2 separate regions of the Mus musculus genome follow, and region 2 is linked to region 1. A link is a contact called in public Hi-C data. All regions are on one chromosome and are shown on one strand. The core of a region is the stretch at or near the end of the contact, and the rest is flanking DNA. Distances in the headings are between cores, read along the strand shown. Region 1 holds the start of Popdc3 (popeye domain containing 3). Region 2 overlaps Bves (blood vessel epicardial substance).

Evidence for each region. A called contact is a pair of places that touch in the nucleus more often than the background predicts.
Region 2: a contact with region 1 is called in a Hi-C map of muscle stem cells, with 2.3 times the contacts expected there. The contact joins the enhancer-like site here to the promoter of Popdc3 in region 1. A contact is called at or near these places in 12 of 39 promoter capture datasets (HPC-7-derived erythroid cells, cranial neural crest, embryonic stem cells and 7 more), 11 of 484 Hi-C or Micro-C datasets (the C2C12 cell line, cardiomyocytes, cortical neurons and 6 more) and 2 of 9 other capture datasets (adipose tissue and pancreatic islet).

Annotation. Positions count from the first base shown.
Region 1 is chr10:45,288,010-45,290,602 of GRCm38.p6, reverse strand. It overlaps Popdc3 (popeye domain containing 3), which reads right to left and starts at 1,298. Exons shown (of 4, transcript NM_024286.1): 1 at 1,028-1,298. Gm15934 (predicted gene 15934) reads left to right here and starts at 1,187. Exons shown (of 2, transcript NR_155869.1): 1 at 1,187-1,380.
Region 2 is chr10:45,348,870-45,351,462 of GRCm38.p6, reverse strand. All of the region lies in intron 5 of Bves (blood vessel epicardial substance), which reads right to left. Among named protein-coding and RNA genes, the nearest start is that of Bves, 14 kb to the right of the region's middle. Within about 2 kb of position 1,277, at least 1 of the 459 cell types and tissues checked has an H3K27ac peak or open chromatin away from gene starts, as enhancers often do. A contact at or near this core is called in muscle stem cells, where this site is marked.

The sequences.
Region 1 (2,593 bases), core at 49-2,548:
AACCAATTAATCCCTTTATTTTTGCAAATGGGGAAACTGAGGTCCATTTTTTTTGTTTGTGTCTATAGCTCTGTTGCTGTTGTTTTCTACCATGAAGGACAACACCTAATTACTGTACTAGCTTAGAATAAATATTTCGTGCAATAGATTTTAGAATTAAAAAATGAGCAGGGAAACAAAATAGTCACAAAAGGCAACAACAACAGGCACCAATAATACTTTTTCCAAGGCTGTCACTAAGTTTAATTGCACTTTTGCAAGCGTGCAAATTGAAACAGAAACATCAGGAGGGTGGGTAATTTTGTTATTTTTGATTCAATTTTCTTTTAAAAGTGGGATTCTAAACCTACTTTCCATTAATTTATTAAATGTTTATCCTTTTAGTATTTTTTTCTTTTTCTTTTTTTCTTTTTCACTTTCCCCAGATGTTACCTGGCTGAAATTTCTCCCCCTCGATCTTTGTACTGCATTTTGACACTGTCTTTGATCCTTTCCTACAATACAGACTCTCAAAACTAAACCGCTAAAACCAATCTTGATGATGAGATGACATGTGGGGTGTATAAATGTCGTTCTTTCTCTGGCAAGGGGATCTCCAAGTACAGAAAGCAGGTCAGAGTCTAGCTGCCCTTTGACCCCAGCACCTACCACACGCCCTAACTGCACAGACCCCAGTTGGGGTCTTAGTCTTGGAAAGGAAAGTGTTACAGGGCATGACTCGCCCATGGTGAAACGCACACCTGCCAGGGCCCCAGGATCTGCTTTTCCTCTCGAAATATTTTCCTTGGGGCACCAGGTGCCTAGGGCGCCGCGAAGGTTCTGGAGCACTGGTCTGGCAGCTTCGTTGGGGGGAGGACCGCTCGCTCTCCCGCGATCCCTAGGGGAGCTGCAAGCCACGCGGCGCGCACCGGGCTCCAGGGCGCGCACAGAGGGGACGCGCAACGGGGGTCTGAGCCTTTCCCCGTTCCCGGTCCGGGCAGCCCTGCGAAGTTGCTGGGCTGCCACTCCCGCGCGGCTCTCAGCTTACCTTCCCGGCCTTCACGACGCTCCCGATGGAGCCCGTAGAACTTTCCAGCCGAGTGAGCAGTGGCAGGCGGCTCTGGTGACTCGAAAACCCACGGTCCGAACCGCTCTCGCCCCGCTGCCCGCCCGCACCCGCCGGGATCCCGGACGCGTCCTCCCGCGCCCGCTCAAGCAGGGCGCAGCCGATCAGAGCCGCTCCCAGCGGCGGGGACGGGCTCGGGCGCGCGCTCCGAGGCAGGCGGGCAGCCAGCGGGTGCCAGCAGGGTGCGGAACTCGCGAGGCTCTAAGTTGGTAAAGACTCATGGTAACCAGTCTTCGGCCCAGACCCTGGGCTACCCTTGGTGGAGAGTGATGGAGGTGAGCACCAGCACGGGAAGCAACTATCTGCCTTCTCACCCGGCCACAGACAAGAAAAATCACCAGAGAGGTGTGGGATATATATGTGTACTGGGCAGAAAAGGGGCAGTGTTTATTTGTGAGTAAATAGGTTGGTTAAAGGGGGAAAAAAAAGATAAAGGACATAGATCATAAAAGACAAAACACAAATGCCACATAAGTTCAAATAATAGGAAAAAGGGGGGGAGGGGCAATTTAAAGCAAGTGTCACATGCATTTTTGCCTCTATGAGGTTTTTATTTTCTTCAGTAGACCAAACTACGTGGTAACTGTGAATAAATACGGGCATGACCTTTCCAAGTCGTGTTTGAGGAGGTTTTTACTGTAGATACTAGCGGGAGTATAGCCCGAGGCATCTGAAAGAGTCTAGAACAGGGAGAGTTTGTAGAACACTGAATATGAGCCACAGACTGAACCAGGCCATGCGAAGGTGGCACATGGGGTGGGGGTGAGGAAGAGAAGAAGAGAAGACAGAGAAGACGTAGATAAAGATCGCGGAGAGCTAAAAGCCAAGAGAAGGAACGACCAAAATGTCAGGATCCTGTAGGAACACGCAGCTGGGCGAAGGAAAGCAGGGGTAAAGAAGTTTAGGGTGGAGGGTGGGGTGAGAAGAGCTGAGACTAGCCAGGATGCTAGCAGGTACTTGCAAGGTGGAGACAGTGCTTTGATATGCTAATAGCACCGCAGTTAACTCTGAGTTTCCTTTGGACCTGACCAAAGGAGGAAAAATGAGACACACAACTTAAAGATTTCAGTGCCATCCTTTTTGCTGATTTTCATTTTATATAACCATTCTGGTAGAGATGACTCCAAGAAGGACATTTTTTTTTCTCGTGTTTTTTATTTGTTTTATTAGGTAATTTATTTTATTAGTTAGTTAATTTGTTTATTTGTTTGTTTGTTTGATTGATTTAGTAGTTACTTTGTTTGTTTGTTTGTTTGCTTGCTTTCTTGTTTTGAGACTGGGTCCCTCCACACAGCCCTGGCTGTTCTGAAACTCACTATATGGTTTAGACTGGCCACAAACTCAAAGGGATCCACCTGCCTCTGCCTCTCTGCCTCTGCCTCTCTGCCTCTGCCTCTGCCTCTGCCTCTGCCTCTGCCTCTGCCTCTGCCTCTGCCTCTGCCTCTGCCTCTGCCTCTGCCTCTGCCTCTGCCTCTGCCTCTGCCTCTG
Region 2 (2,593 bases), core at 28-2,527, 61 kb before region 1:
TAAGCAGACAAGATCCTTGTTTTAAGAGTATGGCTGTTTTGCCTACATGTATGCCTGTGTGCCTCAGTGCCTGGTTCCATGGACTCCAGAGAGAGCATGAGATCTCTGGAAGTTGAGTTACAGACCGTGTGAGCTGACATGTGGGAACTAGGACTTGAACTGACGTCCTTTTGACACCAGCACCATCCCTTCAGCCCGAAGACACTCTTCTCTTTAAATCCAGCTGAAATTTAACGTTCGTTTACTTCACAAGAGCACAGACATGTTTTTCTAAGGCCTCTCCCTCAATGTGAACGGAACTGATTTTCAAGTTTTGCAGCAACGGGGCAGGCAACTGACCATGGGTGAACACATCAGCAGCAGACAGAGTCAAAAGAAACGTGTTTATCAGAAATGCTTACTCGATACACAATAGCTGAATGAAGAAAAAGAAACACAGCAACACACTGCTTCTTTATTTTGTAATACTGATACTGAAGACCCTGTCAACTGCTGTACATGGGACTCTGATCTGCAAGCCCCCCAACAGCAAGTGCTAAAGACAATGAACTTTGGGAACCGTTTTCTTAGCCTTGTCAGCCTGCCTGTAGCATTAGAATTACCAAGGGACGTTCTATGCTGCCTGACAGTTTTTCTCTTTCCCCCTATTATACAATTCATCATCACCCTGACCATAGAATGAGTATAAAGAAACAACAGCCTAGAGTAGCGGTACAGGCCTATAATACCAGCACTAAGAATGCTGAGGCAAGAGGACTATCACTGGTTCAAAGACAACCTGGACTATATTGAGCTCAAAGCCAACTTGGGCTACATAGTGGGACCACGTGTCAAAAGACAAACAAATAATAAAGAGTTGAAGGTGTAGCTCACCCTAGCATGCACAAAGCCCTGGCTTCTATGTCCAGTACCACATGCAGAGTGTAGTGGCATCGCCTATAATCGCAGTACCCAAGGGGCAGACACAGGAAGAGCCAAAGTTCAAATCCTTGGTCACACAGAGTTCAAGGCCAGCCTGAGATATGTGAAATCCTGCCTCAAACAAAGTAATCCAAAGGACATGAGTGCTCCCGGAGAAGGACTGGACCATGCCCAGGAAGATGCATAGCACCCTGATGTGCAATGCTAGAAAAATCCTACGGAACGGCTACTTTTCGCTGGAGTATCTGGCCACAGAAATGTTTTGTAAACAGTCAAAGCACAGCCTCTCCCTGGGTTTATTCTGACGAAGTTGGCTCTAAGTGTTCTAGGCACAGATTTGACGGCAGGGTAGCTCTTGGCTACTGACAATCACAAAATACCACAAAATGACAAAATTCCACACCCGGTGCCAAGGAAAGCTGGTGGAGACTAGGGAAGATGGATTCATGTTTTCATCATGTTCTTCTAATCTTCACACTAGTTAGGAATAATTCTCGACTACTAAAGCCCAGTCCCCCAATCGAAGAAAACCCTTTTGCAGGTAGTAACTTTTCGTTAGCTTACTTATAAACATAATTTGGAGTCCAGTGGAAAGGGAGTTCATATTTCTATACCTGGTTTTCCAGGAATCTCTTGCTTCTCAAACAAAGGTTTAGTTTTTAACCCCAAAATGAATCCTGGTCTCTTCAGGATAATAAGAGACTAAGTTATTATATAAAACTACCTTTATGGAGTCAGAAGTAAGAGAAATGGCTCCCTCCTGTTCTTTAGTGGTAGTGCTTAAACACACTGCTGAAATAGAAACATGCATCCCAGGACACATAAGGCCCCCACAGTAAGAAGACAGAGCAGCTAGGACACCGCACCCACTTTCTCTTCCTATGTGTCAAGTGCAGCCAGAATGGGAACAACACTGCATTAGCCAGAGTCTTAGTTATTGTTCTATTGTGAGAGGACACTATGCCCAAGGCAGTTCTTATAGGGAAATCATTTAACTGGGGCTTGCTTACAGCTTTAGAGGCTTAGTCCATTATGATCATGGCAGGGAGCAGACAGGCATGGCACTGGAGCAGTAGCTGACAGCTTTACACCCTGATCCACAGGGAGCAGGCAGAGAGGGGGAGGGGGAGGGGGAGGGGAAGGGAGGAGGGGGAGGGGGAGGGGGAGGGGGAGGGGGAGGGGGAGAGGGGGAGGGAGGGGGAGAGGGGGAGGGAGAGGGAGAGGGAGAGAGAGAGAGAGAGATAGAGAGATAGAGATACTGGCCTGGGCTTTAGGAATCTCAAAGCCCACTCATAGTAACATATCTTCTCCAATAAGGGAACACCTCTTCCAACAGAGCCACATCCCCTAATCCTTCCCAAACAGTCCCAGTAACTAGGGACCAAACATTCAAGCATATGGGGTTGGGCCATTCTCATTCAAACCCCCATAGTCAGGGAGTTTAAACTAGTAAATGTGCCCAACTGTAACAAATTCCCAAACAGCCCGAGACATTTATGCGAGCAGAGTGGCAGGAAGACAGGGCTGGAATTCTAATGAAATAAACAAAACTGCACTTCCCCTTCAAGTCCAGTCTACAGCATCCCACGTTGAATGGCATCCCAAAGTGAGCCTGCAAGACAGTCCCAGCAAGAGGTACTAACAGGTCTTGTTTCCCAGGTGATGGTATTCT